Regions from separate parts of the Mus musculus genome. Here region 2 is linked to region 1. The links are chromatin contacts, called in public HiChIP or PLAC-seq maps. All regions are on one chromosome and are shown on one strand. Each heading gives the region's core, a stretch centred on a gene start, on an enhancer-like site or on the middle of the called end of the contact. The rest is flanking DNA. Distances are from core to core; before and after follow the strand shown. Region 1 overlaps Tspan18 (tetraspanin 18). Region 2 overlaps Cd82 (CD82 antigen).

The links. HiChIP or PLAC-seq counts read pairs in DNA pulled down with a chosen protein or histone mark.
Region 2: a contact with region 1 is called in an H3K27ac HiChIP or PLAC-seq map of trophoblast stem cells, with 3 times the contacts expected there. The contact joins two enhancer-like sites. A contact is called at or near these places in 1 of 39 promoter capture datasets (hippocampal neurons), 1 of 15 datasets of contacts at CTCF or cohesin (large pre-B cells), 2 of 484 Hi-C or Micro-C datasets (DN2 thymocytes and embryonic stem cells), 10 of 115 datasets of contacts at active chromatin or transcription factors (bone marrow-derived dendritic cells, differentiating embryonic stem cells, embryonic basal ganglia and 7 more) and 3 of 9 other capture datasets (adipose tissue, liver and pancreatic islet).

What each region holds. Positions count from the first base shown.
Region 1 is chr2:93,211,492-93,217,153 of GRCm38.p6, forward strand. Tspan18 (tetraspanin 18) reads right to left here. Exons shown (of 10, transcript NM_183180.2): 6 at 327-401. Among named protein-coding and RNA genes, the nearest start is that of Gm32824, 4.9 kb to the right of the region's middle. Within about 2 kb of position 2,885, at least 52 of the 459 cell types and tissues checked have an H3K27ac peak or open chromatin away from gene starts, as enhancers often do. A contact at or near this core is called in trophoblast stem cells, where this site is marked.
Region 2 is chr2:93,442,717-93,448,378 of GRCm38.p6, forward strand. Cd82 (CD82 antigen) reads right to left here. Exons shown (of 10, transcript NM_007656.5): 2 at 653-728. Among named protein-coding and RNA genes, the nearest start is that of Gm10804, 7.3 kb to the right of the region's middle. Within about 2 kb of position 2,700, at least 66 of the 459 cell types and tissues checked have an H3K27ac peak or open chromatin away from gene starts, as enhancers often do. A contact at or near this core is called in trophoblast stem cells, where this site is marked.

The DNA.
Region 1 (5,662 bases), core at 1,635-4,134:
GACTGGGTATATCCTCTCCAACCCCATGACTATGTGACACCCATCATCAGGCCGTCACTGGGGTTGGATAGAGATTCTAAAACCAAGCTGGAGCCTGTACCAGGTGCTCCAGGAGTGGGGACCCTTAGGCACCCCTGGTCGGGGCCTTCTGGAATTACCCCTATAGGAGACCCCACTTCTCTGGACCCCAATGCATTCCTGAGGTGCAGGTTATGTTTAGACCCAAGGCCCTGGATGAGACAGCTAGTTCTAAGGGTATCTTTGAGGAGGCAGGGGTCACTCGGTGCCCCTCAGTGCAGCAGGATGGGAAGCTGAGTGGTACATACGTGTTCTCTGAAGATGAAGGCCAGGATGGCTGCTGAGAGCTCTACCAGGAAGATGATCAGGATAAACAGGAAGAACTGCAGAGAGAGGGCAGCTGTGAGGCCCACGCGGGGCGCCATCTTACCACACATCCTTACGTGAGAGATAGGATGTTTTCATCTTGTTAGACAGACCTTCACTCCCATTAAATCACCGCTTTCATAACAAACACGCTGATGATCTACCCTTGGAGCCGCAGAGTAGTGACAGAAACTGTGAGCAGTGGAGACAGATAAATCTGTCTTCTGAGCACATGGTGGCTGAGAGAGGCCACCCTGTGCCGTGTACAACCTGAGCAGCCCTGCCTGGTGGCCCTGGGAGGGGGCTCCCTTTGGGGACATTTCCCTTGGTGAATTCCCAAATTTTTGGGGATCTGAGGCTGGGTTTCCTACCCTGGCAACCCCAAGGCCACTTTTCCCTGCCCTAGTCTCTCTGGTTGATGTGGAAATAGGAAGCCATGCTGTCTTGAGTGGAAGAAGGGAGGAGTGCTATCTTCAGCTGAAACAGAGGCCCAAGATGGGCAGAAAGGTAGTGAGATTCAGGGAGGGGCGTTTGATGTCTCACACAGAGCCCTGTCTGCTTCACTCAGTAAATTCCTGTGTTTCACAGATTAACCTGGGTGCTCTGGTGTGGGGCCCTCCCATGCTGGATGGTTCCCTGTGCCCAAATTAAGCTCCAGCCTCACCCCTGAGAGGCCTTCTTGACTTCTTCCAGCAGAGGGGGCCCTGTCTACATCATAGCATCAAACAGAGGCACCCAGCTGCTGCAGGCTACCTTCCCCCAGCACCTGAGAGGTCTCACAAAAGACTAGATCATCACCATGACCCTGTCGCATGCTGTGTGTCTCAGGCTCTGGTCCTCACCAGCACTGTTTTGGAGCTGGCTCAAAAAGACAGGAAGAAGCAGTTTGGCCCATCTTCCTCAGTACCCTTGCAAACTCCATTCTCACCCCAAATGGAGCCACCAACAGAGGTGATTCAACCAGGAGCACACACAGAGGCTGGTTCCTATGTCCCATCCTGGCCACTTGGACAAGCTGTAGAACCTTCCTCTTTCTAAGGACTTGGCCACTCAGTCATGACCTCCTGGGTGCCCTGGGCCATGGTGGATGCTTTTGAGAGCTCTGTGTTGAGCAGCCACTGAGAGAGTATCCTTTTTCAGTGCCCCGCCCCGCTGAGAGATCTGGCATTTCCATTTGGCTGGTCATCAGCCCTACTCAGCATGGCCATACAGGGCCTCTCCCTGCTCTGTGGCCTCCCTGACTGTTGGCAGGTCCTCAGGTGACCCTACAGTGACACCTACATTGCCAGCTGTGGCCAAGATCACAAATTATGGGTAACACATGCACAGCCACTTTCCACTCTGTGTGACTTTGCATGAGAGCCACCTTGCTGATCTCTTGGAAGGCCACTGAGGACCAATGGAAGCCTGAGCGCCATCTAGGAGAACAGGGACTGGCATGCCACCAGCTCAGGGTTACAGGCCACTCATGGTGGTCTGGTTTCTGCAGCTTGAGGGAGGGGCAAGTACCATGGGCAGCAACCCTCTGTCTTACTACTAAGAGGAGATGGTGGTACTGCAGTCTGGGGGTGACTGACTGCACCTGGTGGTACTGCAGTCTGGGGGTGACTGACTGCACCTGGTGGTACTGCAGTTTGGGGGTGACTGACTGCAGGAGCTGCCAGTTCTTAAGAGTTATGAACTGCTAGCAGAGTTGTGATTGGCCAGGACTGAGTATTTTTGTTTCCTATGTATCAAGTGAGGTCAGGAGCCAAGCTAAGCAAGACGCACATTGTCCCAGTGGATTGTGACCATAGAATGATAGCTTGGAAGATCTGGTCATCTTCATTTTACACATGAAGAGTCTTAGGTTCAGAGAGGTTAAACAGCCAGCCTCAGGACACACAGCCCAAAACATCAAAGCTCAGCTCTTTTGCTTTTTAATATATATATATTTTAAATTTATGTTCTTTTTTAATTGTATGAGTATTCTGTCTGCATGTACACCTGCATGTATACCAGAAGAGGGCATCAGACCCCTTTATAGATGTCTATAAGCCACCATATGAGTTCTGAGAATTGAACTCAGGATCTCTGGAAGAGCAGCCAGTGCTATTAACCACTGAGCCATCTCAACACCCCCTTTCCCCCAAAGCTCAGCTCTTACTGACATCTGATTGTCTTTTCCTTGTGCTTCATCCCAAAGCTTCTATTGAGTGTCTGCTCTGGGGTCCTCTGGGAATGGGCAAATGAACACATACAAGGCAGCCACAGGCCCATCCTGCAGTGGACTGCACAGAGCTGATGCCTAGAGAGATGCCAAGAAGGCAGATCCAGCTTGGGAGAGGGGAAGAGAAGCCAGTCCAGAGGCAGGGAGCCTGGGGGCTCCTACCTGCTGAATCTCTGCCCAGCCCAGGGTGTGAGCTTCAAGAGGAAAGAGCAGGTTGCAGTACTCACAACAGAGACAATGCTACACCCTGCCCCCACTCCTTCAGCCCAGTGACTTCCTCCAGTTCCTGCAGCTTCCTGCTTAGGGACTTTCCCCAGGGGCCATAGGCTGCCCTCCCAGGGAATTCCCATCCTCTGACTGCTGTTAAACTGTGAGGTTAGCAGAGCCTTGGTGTCCTTACTCATGGGGAGGGGCCTGAATCTCCTTTTTGGTAAGCAGTCCTCAATTTCAACAAAGTACTGCTCATGTATTCGCTTCCCCTCCCCCTCCTTCCCTCTCCATTCCCCTCCCCGTCACTCCATCCCACCCCACTGCCCTTGTTAAAATTAGATTCTTCAGGTAAGTTGGCCACAGGGGTGTTTGTGACATTCAGAGGAGACACACAGGAAATGGCTGGTGTGGGGGACACTGACCTACACATGCGCTCTTGTCATTAGCTAAGCTAGTCATTAGATGGCTGGTCACAGGGCCAATTGTCCTCAGACTTGGGCTTCTCAGTCCCAGAAGCAAGCAGGGGTTGCTCTGTACCTGGGCCTTATTGTGGCTGACCTTGGGGCCAGGGTCCCAGGATGAGTAGAGCTACAATGTTTGCCCTTTCTAGACAGCCTGGCTAAGGAGGAAGTCAAAAGCCTCCAGGAAGCCCCTAGATGCTACTAGGGTCTGACTCAGTGGCCATCTTCTACAGGAGCAACCACACAACCAGCTTTAGGCTGGAAAAAAGAACTGGTTTTAGGTTCCGGACCTTTTAGAAAACCTTCCAGAAGGACTCGGGATGTAGCTTAGTCAGCAGAGTGCTTGCCTAGAATAGGAGAGTTTCTGGGCTAGATTACAGAACTGCAGAAACTGGACATGGGGCACATCTGTAATCCCAGCTCTTGGGGAGGTATTGGGGTACCAGAAGTCCAAGACTATTATCCTCGCTCCCACAGAAGCCTGGGCTAGTGTGAGAGCCTGTCTTAGAAAAGCTTCTCAAAGCTTCTATGCCCCTCAACTCCACCCCACTACACACATGCCACCTGTACATGTGTGTGCACACAACCTACATACTACTATGTAATTCACCAAAATCCACAGCAGAGGTACACATACCATATACACAGGGCAGACATACATGCACACGTAATAAACTATATAAAACTACAGAGGGTGCCACATACCACACACGTACACACAATATACTTGTGTATATACTCACATATATGTTCACATACTTAGAACACGTATACATGCCTCCATCCCTAGTGCATCTCTCTTGCATATGATTTTGGCCTGTCCAGATCTATTCTGGGTTGGGGCCTGGTTTTGATGGCAGCAGTCTGAGGCATAGCATTGCACCCTGCCTCTGACCCACACTGACTTTAGCCTCGTGTGAACTGGGATTGGGATAGGGGTGAGCGGGGAGCACAGAGAGGTGAGGTGATAGCAGGAAGAGAAGCTGAGAAATGGAAGAAGGTAAAGAGGAGAGGAGGGGGAGATGTAGAGATGAGCAGGCCCAAGTGGAGACGGAAGGTCGGAGAGGACCCGGCTGGTGGTCAGCTCGAGGACTAATTCAGCCTGTCCGCAGCTCTCAACCTTCTTAAACTTCATGCAAAACAAACGCCCCATTTTTCTCTCCCGCTGGCAGGGTTCAGGGCACACTTAGCCGAGGCTGGCAAAGCAGCCAAGCACAGCCTGCTCTCAGCCAAGAGCACAGGCTGCCTTCCGGGCTTGGCTGCAGAGATGGGCCCATTAACAGTGATGCATCCCTTGTGGGGAGGTGAGGAGGGGAAGAGGCACGACCTGCCTGCCTTCTGGATCCCTTTCTCTCTCTGTGTCTCTCTCCCTCTCTCTCCCACTCACTCTCTCTCACCCTCTCTGTCTCTGCCTCTCTCTGTCTCTCTGTCTCTCTCTCCCCCTCTGTCTCTCTCTCTCTCCCCCCTCTCTTTCTGTCTGCCTCTGTCTCTTTGTCTCTCTCTCTCTCCCTCTCTCTGTCTGTCTGTCTCTGTCTTTCTGCCTGTCTCTGTCTGTCTGTCTGTCTGTCTCTGTTTCTCTCTCTCTCTCTCTCTCTCTCTCTCTCTCTCTCTCACTGTCTGTCTTTCTCTGCCTGTCTCTGTCTCTCTTTCTCTGAGACAGATTTTAACTCTGTAGCCCAGGGTGGCCTTGGTCTCACAGTAGTCCTTCATTAGCCCCCTTAATTCAGTGCTGGGGTTACAGGTGCACACCACCATGCAGGGCCCACAAACGCTTTCCATGCACACATGCATATGTTCACTTAGCACACAAAGCATCACGTTACCTTAGGTCACTTTTGTAACCCCTTAGTTTTGGTTCATCCTCTCATATACCCCCTTGACGGCCCAGCTCGTCACGCTTTTCCTTCCTAGCCCCACCCCTTCTACATCATACACATTCTGCTATCTTCCCATTCCCTCCCTCTTTTTGCCTCTCTAGGGCCCCTTGCTAGTTCTCTGGCCTCTACCCAGAACTTACTCCCACAGAAATACACATAAATAAAAATTAGAAGCTCGGATCTGCCTGAGAGAGAACAGGAGCTCTTTGTCTTCCTGAGCCTGAGTTACCTCACTTAATGCAATATTTTCCAGTTCCACTCATGTTGCCTGCAAACTTAATAAATTTCATTTTTCTTTATGGCTTGATAAAATTCCATTGTGTATATGTGTCACATTCTCATTACCCATCCATCTCCTGACTATCGTGAACAGAGCAACAGTGGACACGGATGAGCGAGCGTCTCTGTAGGAGGATGCAGAGCCCTTTGGGTACACGCCTAGGAACAGCACAGTTGGGTCATCACACACTGAGACCAGATCTTTCTTAAAGCCTCTGGGTCCCCAGCCAGAGCTGCTACAG
Region 2 (5,662 bases), core at 1,450-3,949, 230 kb after region 1:
ATGGATGGGGTGGTGTGGGATGGATGATGGATGGGAGGGAGGGGGAGGGAGGGAGGGAGGAAGGCATGAGTATATGGGTGGATAGATGGATGGGTGGATAGATGGATGGATGATGGGTGGATTATGAATAGATGATGGATGAAATGGATGGACAGACAGACAGACGGACTATGAAGAAGAAAGGACTGCCACAAAGAGTACACAACCTCAAGTGGCCAACGGCCTGGAAAGTGTCTGAGATCTACTCTGCCAGAGTCACCTACTTTCACACACAGCCTATGTCTTTGCCCTGATGTACGGGAAGGCATGCCTGATGGGCAGTCTGAGCCTGCTCTGAGTATGTGCCATGCTGCCAGTCCTCTCCACCTTCCCTGGAACCCCTAGTGGAGTAGTGGGGCAAGGGAAGGATGGTGTCTCCAAGAGGACATTTCTGGGGGGGAGGGGTGTTGTCACACACTGGGGCACAGGAATGTTGCCCTCCAGCCTGACTCCGGGCCCATATCCGTGTTCCTGAGTAGTTCTGGGGAGACCAAGGGTGTAGGAACCACAGAGCTTTCTGGTCCAGTGCTGGGAGACTGAGTTCCAGGGTTTCACAGGCCAGGTCATGCATGACCTGCATAGGAGGCTGCCCAACCCCCCACTTCCTCCTCACCTGTTCAGTGACCAGCCTGGAGCAGAGAAGCAATTCCTGTGGCAGTTTTTCAGATGAGTTCTGGACAATGGACACACTGTGAAGAACAAACAGCTCTGCTGTGACCTGGCCTGAGATCACAAAGTCTCTTCCCAAGACTCATCGTGCACTCACAACCCATCTCAGTTCCCAAGATGCACAGCGATAAACACCTCCAGCTGAGTCACTCTCAACTTCCATGAAACCCCTTCCATTTAATGGCTCTGAATGCCATGTCCACACCTCTCGGGAGTATTGAGCTGTAATCTCAGCTTTCCTTTCCCAGGTCCCTTTGGGGGCACACTCCTGGCTGTAAGTGTTGTGGGGTGGAGAGAAGAGGAAATGGCCCCTCATGGAACACCTAAGAGCCACACAGTCTCCTGCTATTCTGCAGTTTTCCACTGTCCCCAGCCCTCCTGCCGGGCCAGTCCAGAACTGAGCTGGGACCAGCCCCACTCAGCGTGAGCTTATCCACACTGCAGAGCGACCGACAGCCGAGAAACACAGCAAGAACACTGTCCTGTGCAGCCAGCACTCCTGCTGACACACTGGCTATAAAACCAGATGATGTGCATGTCCTGTCCCTGTTCGGTTGCTCTGCCTTCCTCTTGTCACCCTGGTCTTTCCCACGTGCTTATCTGATCTCTTTACTGTTGCCCCTGTACTCTCAGGCCCTCTCTACACTAGGGCCTTTGCACATGTAGTTTCTGTTAAAATCCCTCTTTTCAGAAATTCCTAATGTGGATTTCTGAGACTTTCCCTCTGTGGTCTCTCTTCTAGTGCACTGCACAGCCAGCCATAGCCAATGCCCATGCCCAGCACTGCCCAGTTTGCACCAACAGAAGCTCGAGGGTGAGCTTGGACCCCAGGTGACTCAGGAACAGCCAAGTTCTACACCCAAGTGTGTCACAGGTTCTCCCCACCGCAGCTTCCCCTCCACACCCTCCCCTCCACATCCTCCCTAAAACGCAGGGTCTTTCAGGGTTATCCTGAACTTAACATTTTCTGCCCATGACTCTAAAAATGCCCAGGACGAGTGAGCTCGTGGCACATGATCGTGAGAACGAGGTAAGAGCTGGGTGTCTGCAGAGCTCAGGAAGGTCCCTTAGAGAGACACTGGTTCTGCAGAGGAAGCCACTGAACACCAGAAATGACATCACTAAAGCTAGCTAGGATTGGCACAAGCCAGAGGTCCTGATGACTGCTCAGAGGGAAGCCAGGAACTAGGGTTTTAGGCTCTGGGGATGGAACATGCTGAGATGTGCGCCAGGGGCCAGCACAGATGCTCTGCAGCTTGTGATTCAGCCCTGACTTCCCAGTGCCTCCGTGCTCAGACAGGAGCAGGTGACCAGAAACCGGTGTCATGTGGTCCTCCCACTCCTTGACTATTCCATACCCTTCCCGAAGTTCACTCCCCTCCTGTTACCTACCCCAGAGCACTGTCATGAGAGTCACCTGAGAGATCACTGTCTTCAGAGAGGCCAGACAGAGTAAGAGGCAACCATACAAACACAAGTCTACACCTGAATAGGCCGCATGGACCACCTCCGGCCAGCTATGTAGCCTGGAGCCATGCCTTGCTTCTGCTGTAGCTTTCCCTGTGAAATTAGCCGACTAGTGGGTTCCCAGGAAGGAGCTAGGTGAGGTGCCTGACACCTGGCAGGATTTTGCCCAGTGGTCCTGGCCTACACTGAAGCAAGGTGATGGGGGAAAGGCTGGCCTCTGGGGAGGGGCACCTCTGTCAATGAGGCCAGGCCATGAGTGTCACCTTGAGGCAGGAGGCACCTGGAGGCTGGGAAGTCTGGCAGCCATGGCAGGTAAGAGTGGCCTGTCACACATGGCAGGATGTGGAGAGAGAACTTCAAGGCTCTGGAGACCACCTGGCCCAGCCTGGTCCAACAGGCTGGCGTATGACACAGATCTCCAGCTTCTGGACTTTGCCCTGAACATCCATAAAAGGAGGCTGGTCATGGTGGCTGCTTGTACTCTCCTGTGTTGTAACCTTCTGTGACAGCTGACTTGGGGACTGCTGGATTCTTGACCTCACACTATCTTATTTTCAATCTCGGCTTGTACTTTCGGTTTGTTGTTACTGTTGTTAAAATAAGAGAGGGAAAAACAAGCAAACAAACACACGTTCCCCTGGCAACAGGAGAAGCGTGGGGCCATGGAGCAGCCTGGGAGTTCAAGGTTCCCTGGGAGACCTCTTGGGAGTCCTGCTCTGCTTCTAGCTGTGGTGTGACCTTGAGCAAGAGAGTTAGCTAATGTCCCTGAGCCCCTACAGGCCTCACCTCCAACACAGCAGGGCTGGTGGGAGCCTGTCCATTGAACTGCTGGAGGACCAAGAAGACACAGCCAGAGCCTGAACACAAGCTGCTGCCCCACTCTAGCATCCCACATGTTTAGTCACAGGAGTTCAAAGCCCAGTCACATGACCCCATGAGCTGGATCGACAGGTTCCCACTCTCTGGCCCCTCAACACTGTAGCTAGGAGGTGACAAGCTTTAGCCTATCACCTTGCATCACCCACAAAATTTCTCTTCTCATTGAGACTCTTAAACAAGCTCCTAGATAAAGCACTGTCCCCATTGAGCAGATGAAAAAACTGAGGCTCAGAGGTTCAGTGACTTGCCTAAAACCAATCCAGTAAATAACCAGCACTCTTTCCTTACCTCATGCTAAGCAACACCTTAGTGGAGGCTACCCACCCAATCTTCCTCACCAGACTTCCTCACTAGACCCTTTTTGTCCTGACCCAGCTCCCAAGATGTGACTCTTGGCTTCCTGTCAGGGAAGGAGACCAGATCCTCTGGTCCTGGCCAGGATCTCCCTTCAATCCCTTTAATTTAGCCGATGTGGCTTAGATAGGTTTCCCTTCTTGCATTTTGCTCTGAAGCCCAAGAGGCATCACTGGAGGGCCACTGACTGAACAAGAGGCTGCCTCGTAAGAAGTACCAGACGGGAAGCTGAGCTATGGCCCCTGAGCTCCCAGCCTTCTGCAGCTCTCACACTCAGATGCACTGTGCTAGGGACACCCCAGACATCCTACCTCGGTCTCCATCTCCCAGTGAAGAGCCTGAGGCCCAGGTGTTGTGAATGTTGAGGTGTATGCTGGGGCTGGGGCTGGGGCTGGGGCTGGCTAAAGTGGCCAGTGCTCTGGGTGGCTTCAGACCCTTAAGAATGGGGGTGACGCGTTCACATTTGTCCATCACACTGGGATGTGCAAACTGCTAGGCTTGGCCTCAAACGTCCAGCCCAGGACTCTGCTCCATCTCAACCTAACTGTAGCTTAAGTGGAAAATCAGATAAGACGCTGTAAGTCTGAGGGACGCTTAAGAGACTCGAGGATCAGCTATTCAGAAGTCGCAGACTCTGGGGCCTCATGTCAGGACCTAGACTCCCAGGAGACGTCTCAGGAAGCAGGTTTTAAGAACCTCTCCTCACCCCAGTAAACCAGGTCACAGCGTAGATTCTGAATTGAGAGAGGCTTAATTGTAGTCTCACTACTCAGAGCTGTGTGACCTTTGGCACACAGCTTGCCTGCTCTGGGCCTTAGTGCTCTCTGTAAAGTGGACTATCACGGATGTCCAGGAAGAAGCCAGTCCTGAATTGCTGACACTCTAGGAGATCCCTTGGTTCCTTGAGAGGTGGAACAGGCCTGGGGTTCCTGTAGACGGGCCCAGAAAGGTCATGGTCACTAAGTCCTTGGAATGGAGTCTGGCAAAGAGCAGCATGAGGGACAAAGGGAATGTGCTCGCTGCCCAACCCCTTAATCCAGCCCCTAAACCTAAGCAGGACGATGCGGGCTCAGGAGGGAGGCAGGCAGCACTTGCCCTGCTCACACAGGGATAGTGGCCTAGCTCTGGTGTGCCCTCAAGACTCTGACTCTGCAGCCCAAGGTCCTGCACACTTTATGATGGGGAGTCAGGATGGCAGGGGTAAGCGGCCCCTGAGCCCCTAGACTCTGAGCAGATGGGAAAGGTGCCCAGTATCTTCAGGGGCAATGGCACAGCCCTGCCTGCCCTGCCCCCAACACATTACACACAGGGCTTGCTAAAACCCCAGCATAAGGCTCAGAGGTGAAAGGCTCAGGGGCCCAAAGGCAGTGAACCCCAAGTGACTTCCATCCTGAGCCCCTGGAGTCTACCAAGACCCCACCATGGGCTAGCCTCAAGCTGGACACAGGACACAGATGGGTGGAACCCTCCTTGCCCCCAGGAGCTCACAAGACAATGAACCATTAAGTAACAGGCTGTGCCTTTGTCCCAGCAGCCCTGTTCCCTCTGAGGGACAGCTGGCTGTGGAAACACAGTCTACAGTACTAACTGACCACAGGTGGAGCATCTGCAGTTATCCTTGGTGGAGACACGTGCTGCCCCCCCTCCCATGACACAGCTGGCAGACTGTACCCCAAGGGCTGATCCAGACCCCCTGTGCTAACAGCCATGCTTCATGGCCAGCAGAAACTGTTTTTTCACAATAAGATAATCCAACCAAGGCCAAGTCTAGCTAGGGCTGTAGCCCTGGCACAAAACCTAACCAGCAGTGGATGATACAACGGATACTGAAGGCTGGGGAGGAGACTCACCCACCCATGCATATGGCTGGCAAACTCGCTGGGCCAGGGTTCCTAAGACAGAAACCGGGTGTGGGCCCTGAGTGGGTGATTAGGGGGAGGGAGGGGACTGTAATCAGGGATCCCACATGGCAACAGCCAGCAGGCTCAGGCAGCTCCACTGTCCCCTCCCCAGGCTGAGCTTAGGTGGGAGGGGAGGTACAGCTGCAAGGCCACTTCTTGCAGGCAGCCCTCCCAGATCCCTCCGGCGCAGCCCTGCCACCTCCACAAGGGTTCAGATAGGCTCAAACCTGCTCCTTTTGCACTTCCCAAATGCTGTCTGTTTAAAAAACAAAACAAAAAGAAACAAAAGCAAACAAACAAACAAACCTCAACAGGTTCTCATGATCTGAGCCCTGCTATCTTCAAACTTACTC